Linked DNA regions of Capsicum annuum: region 1 is linked to region 2. A link is a contact called in public Hi-C data. All regions are on one chromosome and are shown on one strand. The core of a region is the stretch at or near the end of the contact, and the rest is flanking DNA. Distances in the headings are between cores, read along the strand shown.

The links. Hi-C and Micro-C count contacts between places; a contact is called where the count stands out from the background.
Region 1: a contact with region 2 is called in a Hi-C map of leaf, with 3 times the contacts expected there. The contact joins the promoter of LOC107877707 here to the enhancer-like site in region 2. A contact is called at or near these places in 2 of 5 Hi-C or Micro-C datasets (both in leaf).

What each region holds. Positions count from the first base shown.
Region 1 is chr7:11,694,312-11,698,552 of UCD10Xv1.1, forward strand. It overlaps LOC107877707 (NEDD8 ultimate buster 1), which reads left to right and starts at 2,693. Exons shown (of 11, transcript XM_016724398.2): 1 at 2,693-3,183. The coding sequence starts at 2,867.
Region 2 is chr7:11,465,867-11,470,268 of UCD10Xv1.1, forward strand. No RefSeq gene overlaps it. Among protein-coding and RNA genes, the nearest start is that of LOC124900027, 14 kb to the left of the region's middle. Within about 2 kb of position 2,050, at least 5 of the 5 cell types and tissues checked have an H3K27ac peak or open chromatin away from gene starts, as enhancers often do. A contact at or near this core is called in leaf, where this site is marked.

The DNA.
Region 1 (4,241 bases), core at 1,443-3,942, 230 kb after region 2:
ATCGTAGGTTCAATCTTGGCCAACAACATATTTTTCTTTTAAATTTTTTTTGTTAAGCATTGTTGATTAAAACATGACAACATGCGGCCTAAATGTACCAGTTGACAATTTTATTTATATAAATTATACCAATTGGCTAAAATATATAATCAATATTATTTTTTGACTTTGTTTATTTATTTAATTATTAAAAAGGCATAATCTGGTCTCTCTCATCAAAATAGAAAAAAAAGAGCCTATTTCCAAATCATCAAACATCGACCTTTCTCTCTGTACTTGAGGTTCGCTGCCCGCTGCTGCTTGCTGCCGCCGGCCGATTCTTTATCATCGCCGACAAAAGTTTAAGTTTTGTCATTTTATTATTGTTCTTTTTTTTTAATTAATTGATTAATTATCTTATAAATCGAAAAAATAAATAATCTGATTAATTTAATTGATAAATTTACTTGGCATCGAGAGAGTTCAGATCCTAAATTTGCCTACCCTAGATAGAAATGTACGTAGAACGAGTATCAAAGTAAAAGTTAAGTAGGTAAAGTTATCTTTATTTTATTTTTTTAATAAATTTAGACTTGTTGATCTTTGTCATTGTACTACCTTTTAAATCAATAAAGAACTTGAACTTAAAGAAATGAATTGCTACAGTGAATTACTTGGAAAACTCAATTTGCTACAGTAGCTGAGTCACCTGTCCTAATCACTATATATATATATATGTATGTATTCTTACTTTATTTTTTCTAGCTTTTTCTCATCAATTTATTGGATGTAAGAATTTTTTTTGTTAAAGTTTAATTTGTTTTCCTTTATTGAGAGGGAAATGAAATAAACTACTCCTCTCCCATCCCTTTTCCAATTTCAAACACATGCATTTTTAACTTTTACAATAATATAATTTGTGGAGTAAGATATTAATTTTGATTAATTATTTTATTTTGGATTTAATTAATTTTTTTAATTTTGAGAGTAGCAATTTCAAAATTAATCATACTCAATTGGTACTATTTTCTTTTTACGTACAAGTAACACTAGATTCAAAAACTAAAGTAAATAATATGCCCTTCTCCAGGATCCTTCTCTCAAATCTCAAACTTCTTTAAAAATCTAAGTTTTAAATCAAAATTTGTATTTATTTGAACTAGTTTAAAGTGAAATTTAATATATATTTGTCAAGAACTTGTATTGTTTTTTCTAATCCAATAAACTAAATATCTACTGATAAAAGTATATTTAGTTAACAGTCCTTTTACTATTTAATCTACCTCTTTATTTCTTTTCATCTTTATATTTAATTCTTTGTGCTAATTGTTAGTAACTTTTAAAGAAAGTAAAGAAGTCTTCTATCGAATTTAAAATAATGACTTAATTTATTTTTTCTTTTTGGTAAACGTCCATATAATAATCACAAAATAATTTGTTTTTCACGAAATGACCTGTGATTGATCCTTAAAAAAACTTGTAGGGCTTCAAGTGTAACTATCAAACAAGTACATATTCCCCAAAAAAAAAAAAAAAACTGATTTATATCTAAAACTTAAGATAAAAGTTTATTTCATTTATTATACATGATCATACACAAAAGCCAATATAAATTAGTATCATATATTATATATTTATCAATTATTTTTAATTTTATTATCAAATAGACAACTACCTAAGTTTTATTATACACTAGATACTGAAGTTCGTGTCAGCACGAGTCCAATTTAGATCCAAATGAAATTTGAAAAGTCAATCAATTTTTTTTTTTTATGATTTTTAAATAATTAATTATTAATTTATAGTACTTTTACATAATTCTCAGATACTATGTGTTATTATTTTGTTCCAATTTATGCGGCACTTAATAGAATATTTGGGAAAGCTAACTAAAGTTGTTATATAGTTATGGATGTTAATTATTATGATTTGTACGACTTTCTATGTAATTTTCAAGTAATACATATTCTCGCTCTATTCTAATTTAAGTGACATCAATAGAGTTTGAAAACTCAAACAAATTTTTTAAAACATTTTAAAAATATTTTATTTCGATGATTATTGTGATTTATATTACTTTTCATAAAATTTTCAAATAATATATTTTAATTGATGTTGCACTGATAGAATTTTGAGTCAATAAATTTTTTAATGTGTCTTCAAATAATTTAAATTATTAATTATTATAATACATAATAGTTTTTATGTAATTTTCAAATATATAATAGATTAAAAAAATAAAATGGTTAAATAAAAATAAAAATATAAAATTATAAAAATATTCTTGCCTAAAAGCAAGCAGTTGAAAATAGGCATGACAACCTCAACTTGTCTGTCACTCACGCTTATTATAATAGTAATGTCATGCATAAAGCTAACTTAAATTAGATATTTACCGATTATTTTTAATTTAATTATCAATAGAGAACTACTAAGTTAAGTAGCTGTTTGGCTATGCGTATTTTTTCTTTTTTTTTTTAAAAAAAATTATTTCATTTTTAATTAAAATAAAGGTAAAAATAATAGTATTTGATCATGAAATTTTCAAATTCAATTAGAAATTATATTTAAAAATAATGAAAATACAAAAAATAATTTAAAAACAACTTTTAACTTTAAAAAATTATAATTTTCATGCCAATCGGACCTAATTATTCCTCTATGTTACAACCAACCAACCACAACTATCAAAGAAGCACATAAATCATAATCCCAACCCCCCACTCCTCACCCCCACCCCAAAACCAAGAGAAAAAAAACCAAAACCTTGTCAATATCGAAAACTTGGACTTTTAACACACACACACTATATAAACAAGATTCTTCACCTAGTTAAGGTAAAGACTTAAAGAACACACAACTTTTTTTAGTACAAAAAAAGGGGAATATGGGGTTGTCAAAATTGAAGATAGGAGGGGCATGGAGTGGTGTATTAGAAGTAGAATTAGAAGAATGGACAGTACCAATGTTAAGACAAGAAATTGCAAGAAGATGTGGTCATGGTGATGGTGGAGCTGAAACAATTAACCTTATATGTGCTGGTAAATTGTTGAAAGATGGTGATGGGATTGAAAAGTTGAGTCAATTGGGTGTTAGAAATAATGGAAAGATTTTGGCTTCAAGGGTTTCTGTTGATCAAGGAAAGTCTGTTAAAGAAGAATCTTTGGCTGAAGAAGAACGTTCTACTAGGCTTTCAAGGCTAAAGTTAGTATCTTTTGTTATTATTTATGTTGTTGTTGTGTTGTTTTCATGAATTACTTGATGGGTTTGGTGTGATGAGTGATCATTGTTGTGTGTGTGTTTTGGGGGGTGGGGGGGCTAGTTTTTGTTGTTGTTCATTGTTGTTTTGTTTTCTTGATTTTTGTTGGACTTTGTGAGTTTTTGTTTCTAAAGGGTGATCAGAGTGGAATTAGTGGCTTGTTTATCTGTTATCTTGGTGCATAAAATTGATTTTTGATTGTGATCATTGTTGTGTGGGGGTGGGGTGGTTGTGGAGGGGAGTTTTTGTTGTTGTTCATCATCTTCTTTATTTGAGGAAGAAGTTTCAAGGCTAAAGTTCTTTCCTTTTTAATCTTTTGTCAATCTTTATGTTGTTGTTGTGTTGTTTCCTTGAAACACTTGATGGGTTTGGGTGATCAGAGTGATAGTAGTTGTTGTGTGTGTGTTCGTGGGGGTGGGGGTAGAGTTTTGGTTGTTGTTTCTCTCCTTCATTATTTGAGGAAGAAGTTTCAAGGCTAAAGTTAGTATCTTTTCAATTTTTTGTCATTCTTTATGTTGTTGTTGTGTTGTTTGCTTGAATTACTTGATGGGTCTTGGTGCATAAAATTGATTTTGATTGTGATCGTTGTTGTGTGTGTGGTTGTGGTTGTGAGGGGTGGGGGGATGTTACTTCTCCACTGAGTTTGAATTGTATTCGTTGTGGGTTGTTAGTGTGATCAGAGTGAAAGTAGTGTCTGACCATGTGAGTTTTGTTTGTAAAGGGTGATCAGATTGAAAATAGTGTCTTGTTTTGCTTTCATCTTGGTACATGCAATTGAATTTGGCATCAAGGGTTTCTCTTGATCAAGACATTTCAATGCCAAAGTCAGTATTTTTTCTTTCTTTACGTTCTTCTGGTGTTGTTTTCTTGATGTTATTATGCTATGTGAGTTTTGTTTCTAAAGGGTGATGAGAGTGAAAAGTAGTGGCTTGTTTACCTTTAATCTTGGTACATAAAATTGATTTGATTGTGATCATTTTTGTTTGTGTGTGTGGTGGTGGGT
Region 2 (4,402 bases), core at 800-3,299:
GTTGACCAAAGGCCAATGAGGTTATCTTTTGAAATTGCTAAATTATTGACAATAAAATAAGAAAAAGAAGAAAAAAAGAAGAAGAAGAAGAGAAAGACAGTAGCAGTTGATCAAAGGCCAAAAAGGCTATCTTTTGAAATTGCTAAATTATTGACCATTTTGATGGAATTAGTTTCGTCTTAGTGATTATTTTCGACTTTATCTCTTATTTTAAAGACTATTGGGTGTTATATATAATTCCATTTTAAAAATTCACAAATATTAATTGAACCTCACCTTAAAACATTTTCCTAGGTTTGTTCGGATTTATATATCACTATTTTTCTAATTTTATTTTTATTTATTCTTTTTGACAAATTAAGAAAAAAAAATCATGTTTTACCTTTAACATTAATTACTTATTTATTCTTCAAATTATTTTTCAATATCTATACTCACTCTGTTTAAAAAAGAATGATCTACTTTTTTTTTAGTTTGTTTAAAAAAGAATGATATCTTTCTTTTTTTGATAATACTTTAATTTTAACTTTTTAGATGTAATGTTTAGGACCACAAAATTAAAAGATATTTTGGTACATTTGATACTACTTTAATTTAAAATCACAAGATTTAATTTTTTTTTTTTTCTTAAATTTTATATCAAGTCAAAATATGTTATTCTTTTAAGAAAACATTAAACATCAATTAATAAAAATAATATTATAAATTCATTATACCAATCATTGTTGTTAACGGAGGAAGTACTGTTCTTATGCTATCCACAGAAGTTTCCTAGCCATAGAGAGTTGCTGTATGTGCTTTTTTGTGACGTCAATTGAGTGTGAGTTATTAAAGGATCCAACAATTTGAATGTTGGAATTAAGAAAAAACACTACATAGACTTACTGTAAGAAAATTTCAAGGTCTCCATGAAATTCTTTATTTCCCTTTCAAATCTAATTAAGTTTTCCATCTAAGAACTAGTGATCGGATTAATTCAAAATATAATGGCTACACAGAAAGTGTTAGGTAAACGTGAATAACAACAAAAATATTTGTGACAAAATAATAAGGAAATAAATAAAAATAATGATATCAAAAATTTTAGTGGAAACCTTTATAAATAGGAGAAAAATTATGAATCAAGAGTAGCAACTGATATTACTACAGTAAGAATTTTTATACCGTAGTAACAAGTACAATACTCAAAATAAATAACATTTTTTTAACTCTACCTTATTAAAATATTGCTTACATTAATTTTTTCTTCACAGATTATTTTATCACAATATATGAAATACCCCACCGCTCTCTATATATTATTTTTCTCATTATTTTTGATGTATTGAAGTGTGCTGAGGTTGCCTGTATTTATAAGCAAACACGGCCTACGTTGATGTCAGTGACAAAAAAAAAACTATTGAAACTGATACTTTTCTATAGTCAATTTTGACAAAATAAGAGTCATGGACATGCAGAAATTTGACTTGGTTTTTCTGCCATGAACATGGGTTGAACCCCCACAAAAAGCACCAAAGTACTTTGCTGAAACTTAACAGCATGCAATTTGCTTCCCTATCTACTATTCTAAAACTTTAATTGGGGTTGTACATAATTTGGGTTTGGGTTTTTAATTTATCAGCACGCAAATGTTAAAAGGAGGAATGAACCCACTATGAATAAGTACTTTAAAAATTCGCAAAAGCTACCCAGGATTTTGGCTCTCTAGCACTTCATGCCGGAAATGGATGACCTCCATGTCCATCATGAGATCCAGATATCTCTAAAATACTTGAGACCCATTGCTTGGTTCAGATATCCTTTGATGTCTGTCAAGTAGGTGCTGAATAATAAACCTCCAAATAAAGTTCACTCTAGCTAATTCTTACGGGAATAGTTCCATAATTCCAGAATTTGGAACTATACCTTCGGTAAAAATCATTGTCAAAGGTGGAAAGAATTGCTTTCTTTTCTCGATGCGTCAAATTTATGAACCTCCTAGGAAGAAGCGAGGGGAGTAAGGTAAGATCAGATGACAGAGGAAGAAAGACTGGACGGCTTTTGGTGGCCGTCAAGACACCAAAGATAGGCCACGCAATACTAGAAAAAAAAAAAGAAAAAATTACCACACAAACGGACTGTATATGGTTGATTTTTCTGCATTTAAGATCACAAATGATCGGTTTTAAAAAGAAAAAAATAATTTAAAAATAAATTCAAAATAAATCGACCACAAGTGGTCGATTTTATTTTTAAATTAATTAATTAATTTTAATAACACCGACCACAAGTGGTTGATTTTATTTTTAAATTAATTAATTAATTTTAATAAAATCGACCATAAGTGATCGGTTTTTTTTATTTAAATTAATTAATTAATTTTAATAAAATCGGACAAATGTGGTCGGTATTTTTATTTAAAATAATTAATAAATTTTTATAAAATTGGTCACATGTGGTCCGTTGTTTTATTTAATATAATTAATTAATTTTAAAAAAATCAACCACAATTAGTCATTTTTTAAGAATTAATTAATTAATTAATTATATAAAATCGACCATAAGTGATCGATTATTGTAAAATTTTTCAAAAAACTGACCACATGTGGTCAATTTTTTTGATAATTTTTATAAAAAAAATAACAGCTTACAACCAGCATACAATACAACTAGCATACAATACAACCAACATACAAACAACCACCATACAAACCATATACAACCCGCATACAATAGAAGTCTAAAAACATACAAAAGTGTAAAAACTACAAATTATCTCCACATACGAACTACAACGCATACAGAAGTCTAAAACCTACCACTCATCATCATTTTCGTCATCCGCATCCTCAGCCACACACAGAGGATCTGATTCTTCCTTGTCCTGGTGATGCAGTTCGGGCTGCAAAAGTACTACGATACTCATTAACGAGCTGCATGTATTTATCCTATATTCAAAGTAAAGTTTCTTGTCCTGGTGATGCAGTTTGGGCTGCAAAAGTACAACGATACTCATTAACAAGCTGCATATATGTAATACCCCATACTTCTACTTAGCTTGAAATTGTCTCAAGTATGTTAGAAACATACTTTGAAAGATGAATCCACTTTTATATACGTAGAATTTTTAAGATTTTCACTTTTTGTCATGTGAAAAATTGAATTAGCTTTTCAACGATACCAATTTCGTCCAAATCCGATATCGGGGTAGAAAGTTATGATCGTTTTACAGAAAGCAGTCAAAACTGCCTAGGTGCGACGATGAGGACCGATGGACCGACGCCCAAACCGTCACAACAGAGACAGTGAACCCCTATTCTGCCCAGGTGCGACGGTCAGGACCGATGGACCGTCGACCCAGCGATGGACCGTCGCATAGTTCGTTCAGTTATTTAAAGTCATTTTTAAAAGGGTATTTGGATCCTTTTCCACCCGTTTTAACCCTTAATTATATCAGATCAAGGCTCATAAGTTTATTATTCATCTACAACATCAAATTAGGATTTTCTCTCAAAGATAATCCCCAAGAAACAAGGTCCAAATCTTCTTCAAGAAACTAAGATATTCAAGTTCTTCAAGTCCAAGAACTTCAAGAAACTCACAAACCAGGTATGTCATGTGTCGATTCATGGGTCTCTTTCACACATGAAGGTCAAGAATCTCCTTTCAAAATCCAAGATTTGTGTATGTATGAATGTTCATGATTTAAATTGAATTGAAAATCATGTTCATGATGTTGTGGATTTTTGATTCATCTTTTAAATTACATATTCCAATGATTGACCCGAGTATGTGATGATTTGTATAATAATCATGATAAACCCTTCAAACTTGCAAAATTATTCATGCAACCGTGGCAATTAGATGCATTGATGATGGTATAACTAAAGTATGCTCCTCATATGTTTAATTAAATGCCTATGTAAAGAAAAAGTGCCATACTAGTATGATAATATGAAATCCCCAATCATGTACAAGTTTATGCATGTCAAATATTTAATGAAATGTCTTAGTCAGTGAATCATGGATACATGTGAAGCCCTTGTGGTGCTTTAGAACTTCTACTTCATGAAATCTCTAACTTATTGTATTATGGATTGTGATGTTGGTCATGTATTCAAGAAAGTCATGCTTTGTCAGTTTTATGCTATCGAATCTGAGGGGTACTTGTACCCGACAATTAGCTTTGTTCCTAGAGCCAGTGTCATATTTTCAAGATACTCTTGAGCCATGTTCATAGAAATTCAGTCAGTCATGTGACTTAGGAAAACTCAGTAATCTCAGTAATCTCAGAAATTCAGTAATCTCAGTAGTATTCCGTCAGTCAACGAAACTCAGTTAATTCAGTTTAGTTTAGTTCAGTAATTCATGTTCAGTGTCTATTAAGATGAGAGTGGGATTTAGCACCGAGTGAACCTAAGGA